3 separate regions of the Mus musculus genome follow, and regions 2 and 3 are each linked to region 1. The links are chromatin contacts, called in public HiChIP or PLAC-seq and promoter capture Hi-C maps. All regions are on one chromosome and are shown on one strand. The core of a region is the stretch at or near the end of the contact, and the rest is flanking DNA. Distances in the headings are between cores, read along the strand shown. Region 1 overlaps Dnajc1 (DnaJ heat shock protein family (Hsp40) member C1). Region 2 holds the start of Commd3 (COMM domain containing 3). Region 3 holds the start of A930004D18Rik (RIKEN cDNA A930004D18 gene).

What was found. Promoter capture Hi-C pulls out the DNA fragments that hold promoters and counts their contacts. HiChIP or PLAC-seq counts read pairs in DNA pulled down with a chosen protein or histone mark.
Region 2: a promoter capture Hi-C map of cranial neural crest shows a contact between it and region 1. The contact joins the promoter of Commd3 here to the enhancer-like site in region 1. A contact is called at or near these places in 5 of 39 promoter capture datasets (HPC-7-derived erythroid cells, cranial neural crest, hippocampal neurons and 2 more), 1 of 484 Hi-C or Micro-C datasets (neural progenitor cells), 2 of 115 datasets of contacts at active chromatin or transcription factors (bone marrow-derived macrophages and stem cell-derived neural progenitor cells) and 3 of 9 other capture datasets (adipose tissue, liver and pancreatic islet).
Region 3: a contact with region 1 is called in an H3K4me3 HiChIP or PLAC-seq map of embryonic forebrain, with 5 times the contacts expected there. The contact joins the promoter of A930004D18Rik here to the enhancer-like site in region 1. A contact is called at or near these places in 5 of 39 promoter capture datasets (the HPC-7 cell line, HPC-7-derived erythroid cells, cranial neural crest and 2 more), 1 of 15 datasets of contacts at CTCF or cohesin (the NIH/3T3 cell line), 4 of 484 Hi-C or Micro-C datasets (CD4 T cells, cranial neural crest, embryonic stem cells and 1 more), 12 of 115 datasets of contacts at active chromatin or transcription factors (the 230-238 cell line, the SCID.adh cell line, bone marrow-derived macrophages and 7 more) and 2 of 9 other capture datasets (adipose tissue and liver).

What each region holds. Positions count from the first base shown.
Region 1 is chr2:18,313,096-18,316,763 of GRCm38.p6, forward strand. It overlaps Dnajc1 (DnaJ heat shock protein family (Hsp40) member C1), which reads right to left. Exons shown (of 12, transcript NM_007869.3): 3 at 3,263-3,309. Among named protein-coding and RNA genes, the nearest start is that of Dnajc1, 78 kb to the right of the region's middle. Within about 2 kb of position 1,581, at least 2 of the 459 cell types and tissues checked have an H3K27ac peak or open chromatin away from gene starts, as enhancers often do.
Region 2 is chr2:18,670,658-18,674,325 of GRCm38.p6, forward strand. Commd3 (COMM domain containing 3) reads left to right here and starts at 1,778. Exons shown (of 8, transcript NM_147778.4): 1 at 1,778-1,946; 2 at 3,238-3,349; 3 at 3,468-3,531; 4 at 3,624-3,658. The coding sequence starts at 1,808. Gm33355 (a long non-coding RNA gene) reads right to left here and starts at 1,747. Exons shown (of 2, transcript XR_374026.2): 1 at 1,679-1,747.
Region 3 is chr2:18,035,622-18,039,289 of GRCm38.p6, forward strand. It overlaps A930004D18Rik (RIKEN cDNA A930004D18 gene), which reads right to left and starts at 2,120. Exons shown (of 2, transcript NR_028376.1): 1 at 1,946-2,120.

The DNA of each region.
Region 1 (3,668 bases), core at 331-2,830:
TCAAATAGCATATTACATTATCAATTTAAAAAGTATTTGTATGAGACATGATTTTCTTTGGTAAACTAAAAAATGTCTAAGGCTTTAAAAATGTAGTAATATAACAGACAAAGGAAAATTTAAGTTACAGAATTGAATTAATAGAAATACTAGTTTGTCAGGTGTGTGGGCACACAGCTTTAATCCCAGTACTTGGTAGGCAGAGAGTTTAAGGCCAGTCTGAGCTACATAAAAAGACTCTGTCTCAAAACCCCCTCTTCCCCCAAAAAGGACCTCCCCACCAAAAAAAAGAAAAAGAGGAAAAATACTTGTTAAAATTTATAATAGTTTTAAAGCACAACTACACAGGCTAATATTATCTAAGTATAATCTAATACACAGGTAGTAAGTAGTTTTCAAATCGTTATGTAAAATCTTAGGAACCTTGTATAGAAATTCGTTTTGGATCACAGGCTGCTAATCCTTCAAATGAGTACAATTGCTATGGAATTTAGGTAAGAATTCTGTGCTAGGATTCCTTTCATTCACCAGGAAAATCTGTTATTTTCAAGTTATAATCTATGCCTTTGAGGAGTGGGGCAGTTAAAGTTTCCAAATGTTCTAGGAATTTGTTCTATCTAAGAAATGAAACTTAGGTCTATAAAAAGAATTTTATGCTAATGTTTACAGCATCTTCTATGCAAAGTGTTAAAAGCCAGAGGTCCATCAAATGATGAATGGATAAACAAAAATATCCTCACAATGGAATAGTATTTAGTAATAACAATAAAGCATTAGGATGTAGTGTAGTATGAATAAACTTAAAAACATGTAATGCTAAATGAAAGGAATCAGATGCAAAGGTCTAGACACTGCGTGATTCTGTCACTATGAAATGAACAGAACAAACTGATAAACACACTGAACAGATCTCTGATTACCTAGGAATGGAACTCAGAGCAGGAATTGCCTATAAATGGGCTTGGGATACATTCTTTTTGAGGATGAAAATGTTTAAAGACTGGGTTGTGGGGAGAATATACTGAGGTCCATACAGTTATTACACGTCTCTGGATTACACACTTACAGTGGCGGTTTTCATAAGATGCAATTTACATCTAATTTATACCATTACAAAACAAAATAAAACATATCATTTTCTGAAGAAAATAAGCTATTCCATTTGTTAACGTATTTACTGCATTGTTATTCCCTTTCTCACAAAAATATAAGCAATTTATCTAATTTCAATAAAAAATATAATTACATCTCTGGAGAAAAACACAGAAAACACTTCCAAGATAACTTACCAAACTACATGCCTAGGTTATAAACTTAAAGCACTTGCTCAAATAATATTTATAAAGAATGGTATGGGAAAAATTTATTTATCGAGGGCAGTATGAGATGGTGTTAGAAGATATAGCTGACTACTCTTTCCCTTTTAAGGAACTAAGAATCTTAAACTGAAAATATCTGCAGACATGTCTTTCTCCTGTGTCTAAATATTCACAGGTCATCTGGCCTCAGGCACAAGCTTTAGAAAAGTTATTCTCAACTTGATTAGTTAAGTCTTTTGCCTCAAGGAAAACCAGTTACAAAAGAGTTCCTTGTGCCTCAAGGGGTATAAATACTACAGATGTTTGTGTAAGTGTCAGGTCAGGTTTTTGTTTTTTTTTTCTTTTTTCCTCTGCTAACACGAAAGTAAATGCAGAGGGAACTATTCCTAAAGAGATTATGTCAGAGGAGTCTATATTAACACAGAAACAATGAATAGGTAAGAAGTGATTTGCTGTGAAAAGACAGAAATGATTTTTTTAGTTAGAAGAAGTTATCACAAAATTTACTGACTTCTAAGATAACAACCAGCAAAAAAGATAAAATTTGATGGCAAAGATGTTGGAAGAATAAAGCAAGCTATCTTTACAACACATTCTTGATGTGTGAGACAAAACTAGCTGTTCCCTAAAAGGAATCTACTAGAATAAATGTACAGAGCTTCTTTCAACAAGATAGATAACCTAAACTAGAGGAAATGCCTGGACCAATTTCAGTCCTTGTTAAAAAGCAAAGAGCTTCAAGATAGTATTTGAATCCCGTATTACAACCTGACCAACTAGGATATTCAAAATTCAAATTAAACAGAACCAGGAAAGGCAGCTAATATTTTAGTACACAGAATTATTCCAGACAATATATTTGAAGAAAAACTCCGAATCTCTCACTGTGTAGTTCTGAGTTTGTCTATAAGATTGGCTACCCACAACAAACCAGATATTTAGGCTTGCTTAAATCTCAAATGTGCATTTATTTAAGACAACACAGTCAAATTTCCAATGTTGTCCACTATTGTCTCATAAAATCAACCTGTTGAACTCCAACCTGCATTATTGCTGCTTGTTCTTTAAAGACTAACAAATTCAAAATGAAACATACAAACACAAACAAACAAAAGTTTATTTTGCCTGCAATGATTTTGTGTGTATATGAGAAACTTTTGTTTTAATTAACCATATGTGTCTCAAAAGATAATTTAAAGTGTTTCTTTCTATGATTTTAAAATCTCCAAAGACTTTGCAACAGGATAGACATTCCACACATTCTACGGCACAGGAAAGACCTCTGTAAGTCACAGGCACTATAAACCACCTTGCGAGTACATTTATTACTGGTCTTCTGAAAAGGGCAGAGACATGTCTGAGTGAGGGACTGCCTCTTGTCTAAGGTTACCAGATACAATCACTGTAGTAGACATAGGAAAGAAGTCTAAACAAACAAGAAAAAAGGGGCAATTATCTTTTACTTCTGTCTTCTAACAGTTTATCACCTGGATTATCTGGAGGTGAAGAAACATCAGGAAAGTACACATAAGGAATTACTAAAATGATAACCTCAAACACTTAAGAAGGGGGGTCTGGGAATACTGGGTCCACCAAATACATGGGGCTATTTATCATATACTGTCAAGAGTGGGTATTTGGTTAAAATCAAAAACTGGCTGTTTCCCAGGGCATAACCCATGGTAAAAGTCTTTTCTACTGAAGCCATACTTGCTAAATTTATAACTCATGATCCTAATCTGTAAGTACTAAATCACTCTAGGGAATATGTTCAAAAGAAATGAGTTCTGCTCTACAAAAGCATGCAAAACAATGCATTTCTTGGAAGAAACAAACAAACAAACAAACAAACAAACAAAGTCTAACTTAAACAGGACTTAATTCTTTCCTTTTAAAGGCATGAAACTTTGCCCATTCAAATTCAAAAGCACAAATGCACTCACCTCTGCCTTCTTTCATCATCCTTTAAAACTTCATAAATGGCCACCAACTAAAATAAAAGCATTACTTTAAAATAAAAATACTTATAACTGTAAGGAATCACATAGGAGGATGAAAGCTCTATAAAGCACATGCAGAAAACCCCATGTGCCCATCTATGCAATAAATAGTAAAATTCCAACTATAAGTAACATTTTGTGTTTTTTGGAAGCATATTAGATGTTTAAAGACTGTTTGATATCAAATAAATTTTTGTGAAAGGTGTAAAAGTAATAGTAAATCTTAAAATATTTTAAGAATAATAGCATAATTTAGACAAGAAAATTATGAGAGCATGACTTTCCAAAAACTAAGAAACTCTAAATGACACATGTTGGTAAAACAGTATTCCATTTAAAAAAAATCTAA
Region 2 (3,668 bases), core at 528-3,027, 360 kb after region 1:
ACAAGTGCCCTGTAAATACTGACACATGGGCATGCTTGATGTGGGGGCTATGAGGGGAACTGAGCATTGCAAATTGCCTAGATTTATGCCCACAAGCTCCCTACCATTTGTTCACTCTTCTCTTTTTAAACAGCTTTACAAAGCCCATGCTCACACATTTATCTTTTCATTTCTTGATAGTAAACTATGATCAGAGCTACCAACTCAAATTCTGAGTGGTAACACTCAGTGATCATAAAATATATAACAAAGAGAATGTTTCAGTGTTGTTAATATTAACATATACACTGTTCTTTCCTGTAAAATATTCCCTGGGCAAATCAAGTATCTTGAATTTTTTCAACTGTCTTTGGGGGGTGGGGAGGGTTAAAAAAGAAGCAGAGAAGTAGGGGTGGGGGAAAGAGAGCATAATTAATAGGTATTTGTTCCATGAAAACCCTTGGGAGACTTCTAAGCCTTTCAGGCTGGTGAGTTCTCACCTAGAGAGGGGACTGCACGTGCTTTTGAAAGCTTGGCTGAGCAGCGCTATTCAACTTGTTAGACGCTCAAGCATTCCAATTGTGCCTGTTACTATGAAGTGGGGTACTGTCCAATGTGACAACGTGCAACATGACACTCAGACATGCTGACTTTATTCATTAATAACAACCATTCCCCCACAAATAAGCATCTAAATTAGGAAAAACAAAAGTGTTTCAAGTTGAAACTGTCGTTGCTCTGGGAGAGTAAAAGACAATTCTTGCTCTACGGCCCTTTTCTTCATTCTTTCAAAACTGGATTTTTTTTTTAAGCTTTCAAATTCTTTTAATTAAAAAAAATGCCTAATGTGTCTTACTTACTTTGGGGTTTTCTTAACAAAGAACTATTCTTGTCCTCCTAAACCAACCTCGTATTAAAAAAAAAAAAAAAGAAAAGAAAGAAAGAAAAAGAAAAGGAGAAAGTTAAACTTTATACAGGATTTGTCTTTGAAGTTATGAGTCGCTAAAGAAGTAATTCATTTATACTAAAGATCTTGCCATTCCTAACCGTACTTTAGATGAGTATCTCGTATTTATTTACGAAGACTCTATTGAGTAATTAAAGCCACGGACGTAGTGAGTTTAGGAGCACAGAATTTATATGACAGAGTGCTTTCGAAAGGTATTTATTCGCAGTAGCATATAAAATTTTTTAATAATCCTGTCAAATATGTTCATGAATAATTTATTAATCTCCCAATTGTTAACTACCGGGCGTGCACACACCCGCCTGTGTCCTGCACATCACGCAGAAATCTACTGCCATGTTCCTGAAGTGACAAAGACAAGGTAAAACTGGTATATTTAAGATGTCCTCAGCCTCACAAAAGGGCAGCGCTGCGGGTCAGGCTGGCGAGTTAACACACGCACTCAGTCTCCCGTTGTCCCGAAGCCCAGCTTCTGGCCACACTCGCGGCGGCGGGGTTCCCGCGCCTCCCTGCACCAGGCCCAGTGGGGACAGAGCTGGTGCGGTCCCAGGTGAGCGCCAAGCGGGACCAATGGGCGTCCGCGCTCGCCGCGGCCGAGGCCAGCGCCTCCCAGACCGTGCGAGAGGCCGGCGCGTCCCGCCCGAGGCCCGCAGGGCGGCTGAGACGAGAGGCCCAGCCGCCGCCCGAGCTTCACCCGAACCCTCCCGAACCTCCCCGAGGCGTCGCCCGAACCTCTCCGAACCGTCCCGAGCCGTCGCCGAACCTCCCCGAGCCGCCCCGCCGCGGGTGCGCGCGCCCGATCAGCTGGGCGCGCGCCCCGAGTCACGTGGTGTGCGTGTCGAAGGTCACGGCGCGCTCACAATGGAGCTCTCGGAGTCTGTGCAAAGAGGCATCCAGACGCTGGCGGATCCCGGTTCCTTTGACTCCAACGCCTTCGCGCTTCTCCTCCGGGCGGCTTTCCAGAGCCTGCTGGACGCCCGGGCGGACGAGGCCGCGCTAGGTAAGCGGCTCTCCCGCCGCCGCGGCCTGGGCGGAGGGGCGCCCGGCAGAGCCGCCAGCCCGGCGCCTTGGGCACAGCTCCGGCCCGGGCAAGTCCCCGGTTTTCGCCCAGCCCGACTGTGGGGACCCGAGCGGGCCCTGAGCGCCGCTGTGCCCCCGCAGGGCACCTACACGGGGCCAGCTCTACGCTCCTGGCCTGGTTTCCCTGCCAGACTGTTTCTTTGTTCCTTTGTAAAGCCGTGTTCAAGTCTAGTTTGTGGCCTAAATGTGTGGGGGTTTTCAGCCTCCTCGGAGGCTGCAGCTGTTTTGACACTTGGACTTCAACTGGGGAGGTCCTGTGATTCAGCCTCCCCCAGCTGGGCTGGAGGGGGTTGAAAAGGCAGTTTCCGAAGCAATGGCTGGGTCAGACAGCACTGACATTTTCCAACCTACAGAACACCTCCGGATTCTCTGATCACTCCAGCACGGGCGTTCAGAGTGTTAAGCCCAGGTTATTCGTCCAGAACCCTCAAGTAGGGCGCCTAATGTTTTGTTCTGCAGCGGCTACCAGGAAGAGAGACTATTTAAAATGTCTGGTCGCAGACTGCAATTGTCATAATGGATTAAGAGCGTACTTTAAGACAAATCACTTCTAGATAATTCCCTCAAATCTATCAACACATTCCAGAACTCCTTGGGTCTCCACACCCCCCCCCCCCGTTTCATACTAGATACTTGGACAACAAGTATGAAAGTGGAAGCTGTTCTTAAAGCCCCCCCCCCCCCCCAATTAACCACTACCTGGTTTATCTCGAAGCTGTGTGTGTGTGTGTGAGAGAGAGAGAGAGAGCGAGGAGAGGTGGGGGGACTTGAAGATATTAATGGGATTTTGATATTTCTGTTGTGCATGCTAATGTATGCCCTCCTATCAAGCTTCTTTGATGTATTTATGTTCATGGAGTCAATTGCTCTAAAATGTCTTTTGAAAGTTGTTCATTTTGAAATTTACTGTGTAAACTACCTTCAGTTTCTCCTTTGCTTTCAGTCCATCCAGCAACCACTGCCCCCCCTTTCTTTGAGGTATTTAAAAAAAAAATACTAAGACGAAATAAAAGAAGGTAATTGAAAAGAGAGTGACAGCAGATTATTGATGTATTCTCTTTATTGTTTTGCAGTTAACCTTGTTCATCTCATCCATTTACAATTGAATTTTTGTTATATTTTCTAAAGAGGAAGTTTTACCAAAACCAAATATTCCTCTTAGGAACAGGGGCCTAAAGGATTTGTAATCATTAGCAATTAATTTATTTTAGATCACCCATACTTGAAACAGATCGACCCAGTGGTTTTAAAGCATTGTCATGCAGCAGCTGCAACTTGCATCCTGGAGGCAGGAAAGCACCAAGTTGACAAGTCTACTCTAAGGTACAGACTTTATCTAATGCCCGCTTACTTTGAAGTGGTATCTTTGTCATTGTAATTTCAGTTTTTAAAGATAGAGACTAAACCTTGCTTTATTTCCCCCCCCTCCTGCCCCCTTCAGCACTTATTTAGAAGACTGTAAATTTGACCGAGAGCGAATAGAACTGTTTTGCACCGAGTATCAGGTTACTTACTTTAAACTTTTAAATTAACAATTAGTACCCACCCCCTTTTTTCCTGCTGTTTGCAAAACTGTGTTTTCTTTCTCCTTCCCCAGAACAATAAGAATTCTCTAGAAACCCTACTGGGAAGGTAGGTACTG
Region 3 (3,668 bases), core at 870-3,369, 280 kb before region 1:
TGTAAGTTGCTCTTCTAATGTTTTATTGGGCAGTGTATTCTATATTGGCATTTTATATGCATAATCTCATTTCAGTGCAGAGCTGCATACTAAATCCTGGAGCAAGCAGATGAGAATGCTGTATGGATATTACACTCAATTTCATTGGCTTCAATGAGACTTTGCACATTGCGATTTCCATTGTAATGGCTTATCTTTGGCTAGAATTTTACACATTGACATGCTATTCCTTTGGCCAGGATCCTGAATGAAGAAACCATGTCAACGGCTCAGTCAGCTATAATGATTCCTTCCATTCACATTATAGAAGGTAACTGGACTCAATGGTCCTAACAGTATTTATTAAAAGGTTCCTCATTTTCTTTTCCTTAACAAAAAAATTTTTGCACTTTTCTTCCCATTGAAGACCACATTTAAGACCAGTCTTGAAGTATACACTAAAGTTCAGCTCAGAGAGTTGTGGGAAGTTCACAATCAGGGTGCTTCCAACTCATCTGGAAATCCTTCTGTTGTGTCAGATCTCAACCAGGTCAGACCAACAAGAGATTAATGCAAGTGACAAGATTTTAGAATCCCGGTTACCCACCTGCAAAATAAGTAATATTTTCTCCCCATGTAAGTTTCACAAAATGAGTTATGCTTCCGTTGTATTTTACTATAATCTCATATTACAACTACAAACACAGGTTGAAATGTTTAAGATAATATGAAATGCTGATAGTTTAGGTAAAGTGGACATTTCATAGATAATTTTTATCAAGAAGATGGTAAGAGTATATGACTAATTTCCTAGCTTACTTTTTAAAATTCACAATCCATTAAAAATGTAAAAGGATTTTTAAAGGATTTAAATGTTCTTATTATTTTCTTAAACGCATGTGAACAGCAGAACCACTGGACAGTTCTAACGTTAACCAAACTCTTCCATTAAAAAAAACAAAAAACAAAAAAACCTTCCTTATTTAAAAAAAAGTGTATTAGTCTTCTTTTTAAAATCAGATAAGAAACACTTGAGCCATAAAGATGTACACTCTTAATTCTCAATCACATACTTTAAGCTTGTTTAAGAAGTCTTTTATTATTAACAGAAAAAAATAAAATTGGCTTTCTGAAGGCCAATTTGCCACATGATGTGTAACACTTGGAACAAAATTAAAAGCACCTCTGTACATTTGCATCTGGCAATGCACTCTGTGTCGGACCCATAGCCGTGTGCATGGGTGTGTATGGAATGGAGCTCTTTGGGTGTGGTGTACATGCTATTTGCCACACTCAAAGCAGAGCATCTCAGCATTTGAGGGCCAAGAGGTTGGGATGCTCTGACCCTTCATCCCAGCAAGAAAGTGCAGTAGTGACCACAGCTTCCATACTGCCTCTCTCAACTCTGCTGTAAGTCTAGCTCTTCCTTTCTTTCCACTCCAGGAGAAAGGCTTCCACCTGAGTGTGAGGGTTAGGTAGGGGGAAGAATGGGGGGAGCTAAGAGGGTGGAAAAAGAAAAAAGGGAAGACAGACAGGAAAAGGGTGAATAAGCCTGTCTATGGCAATTTCTACTATAACATACAGTTTTTAATTCAAATAGGTGTAGTGATGAAAAAATCTGAAAGCTTAGCCTTCCTTGGGACTGCATCTTTGGACCCAACGCAGAGGAAGCAAACTACCCTTTGACATTTTCCCTGCTGATGATCAGGGGATCAGGGTATTCATCTGCAAGGAGGGAAAACAGGGAACTTGAGGAGGATGAGTGTGAGTCATGCTTTTCTTCCTGGCAGATCCAGGAGTCCAGGCCCTTCCAGGGTGTTTCAGAGATTGAGGAGTTTGCCCTTTCAGCCCCTGAGCAAGCTGTAGCCTATGCATTTGTGTGACATCCAACTTTCACAGGAGAGGGGCAAGGTGGCTGCTAAGTTTGGCACAGTCCCTCTGTGCCTCACCACAGACCATCACTTACCACAGCATTGTGTTTTTTCCTGGAGCTAACCCAAAGGAGGCAAGCACTAAGGATGGAAATTCTCTTCCAGCCTTCCAGTGTCTCTGAATGCTTCTTCAGTAACTTTCCAAGAGAGTTCTGTTGAAATGGTTGGTTTGTCATCTTAGTCAAGAGGATGGTAGCCACACAAATGGCGTTTCCCTCTCTCTTCCTCCCCAGCTTCCGGCCTGGGAAGGCTTTGACAGATCTGTGAGCTCCTTGCTAAGCTGCTACTATTTTAGGGTCTAAGTCTACTGACTAAGTCTTTATCCAATAGGGTTAAACACAGACATATTGATAGCCCTGATTAGAAGAGTGGCTCCTTCTGGAGAACCTCAAAGCTTTTCTTGACTCCCAGTTCCTCCCGGGACAGAACAAGAGTCTTTTGTCTTCTTCCAGACACCTAACCTGAAGGAAGACTCAGACATGAGCTTCAAAACTGGGATATTCTAATGCACTATAAACCTAGTTTCTTTGGTGGTTTTTCTTAGGGACTTCTTTCAGACTACCTGTTTGTACACACACACACACACACACAGAGAGAGAGAGAGAGAGAGAGAGAGAGAGTCTTAATGGGCTGCAAGCTCTTCTAATTCTTGTTCAGAAGCCAATCATGTCTCTGGTCAAACTCACTGTCCTTTGCAACAGAGGACAACTGCTGTCCATCTCCCCTAGTTAGACACCAGTCTATGTGGCTAAGATCCAGGCCATAAAAACCAACCAACCATCATCCAACAAAGTATTGCTTGGCATGTATTGTAACTCTAATATCACACAGATCTAGAAATCCTGGGAGCCAAGTGTTGGCTGCTCCCTCACGAGTGAAATATTAAGTTGGGCAAAGGTTTGTGGAGCATCCACTAGCCCACTTCTAAGTGCTACTGTTAGGTCTTAGAAAAATAAGGTGAGGAGATCAGCATGAAGGGTGGTGACAGGGTTTGGCTCCACTAATTTGGGGGTCGTGTTTTTCAAAGCAACCAAGTGATCTTTAGGTAAAGCCAAATACACAGGAGGAAAGCATCCTGTTTTGAGAGAGGCAGGAAGTGTAGATGCACAGCTATAACCTGTGAGTGTGTTAATTACTCAGGAAAAGGGCTTGGGAGCCCAAGGCTTGAATTTGGTGAATTCATGCAATTTGGAGCATTCCGACTTAGTATTGATCCCTAAACTCAATTTTGAAAGCAGCCTCCACCGCAGATGTGTGGGTTGTGTTATCCCAGTATTTGTGCGCATCGATTGACTAAAATAAAATGCATCATACTCTCCGCAAAGAAGGAAGAATCAGGGACAGTCACAAGAGGAATAGCAGAAAGTGCATAGTTAATATGGGTTGTACGCCAATCCGCGAAACAAGTGCTCTAAACCCAGGGGGATTTCATGGACTAGCTAATTTGGTGAGAGCGAGAGTGCGGAAGGAAGCAGGGCCATCTAAGAAGGGAAAGGAAGATAGCTAAACACAGGGTTTCTCCCTCACTGGAATTAACATTTCCCTGTGATTTGCATCAGCTAATGTCCAAACCCTCACAGTCCACCCAAGCCAGGTTTTCTGACACCAGTGGAGGCTCAAGAAGAAATCTGCTTTTTTCTAGCTGCAGTGTCAGAGGGAAAGGTTGCAAGGCAGGCGTCAGGCTGCTTTTCCCTTGGACCCACCAGGTCCTAAGACCCTGGAAAGGCCGCGGGACCCAGCCCTGGAGGAGGCACTGTC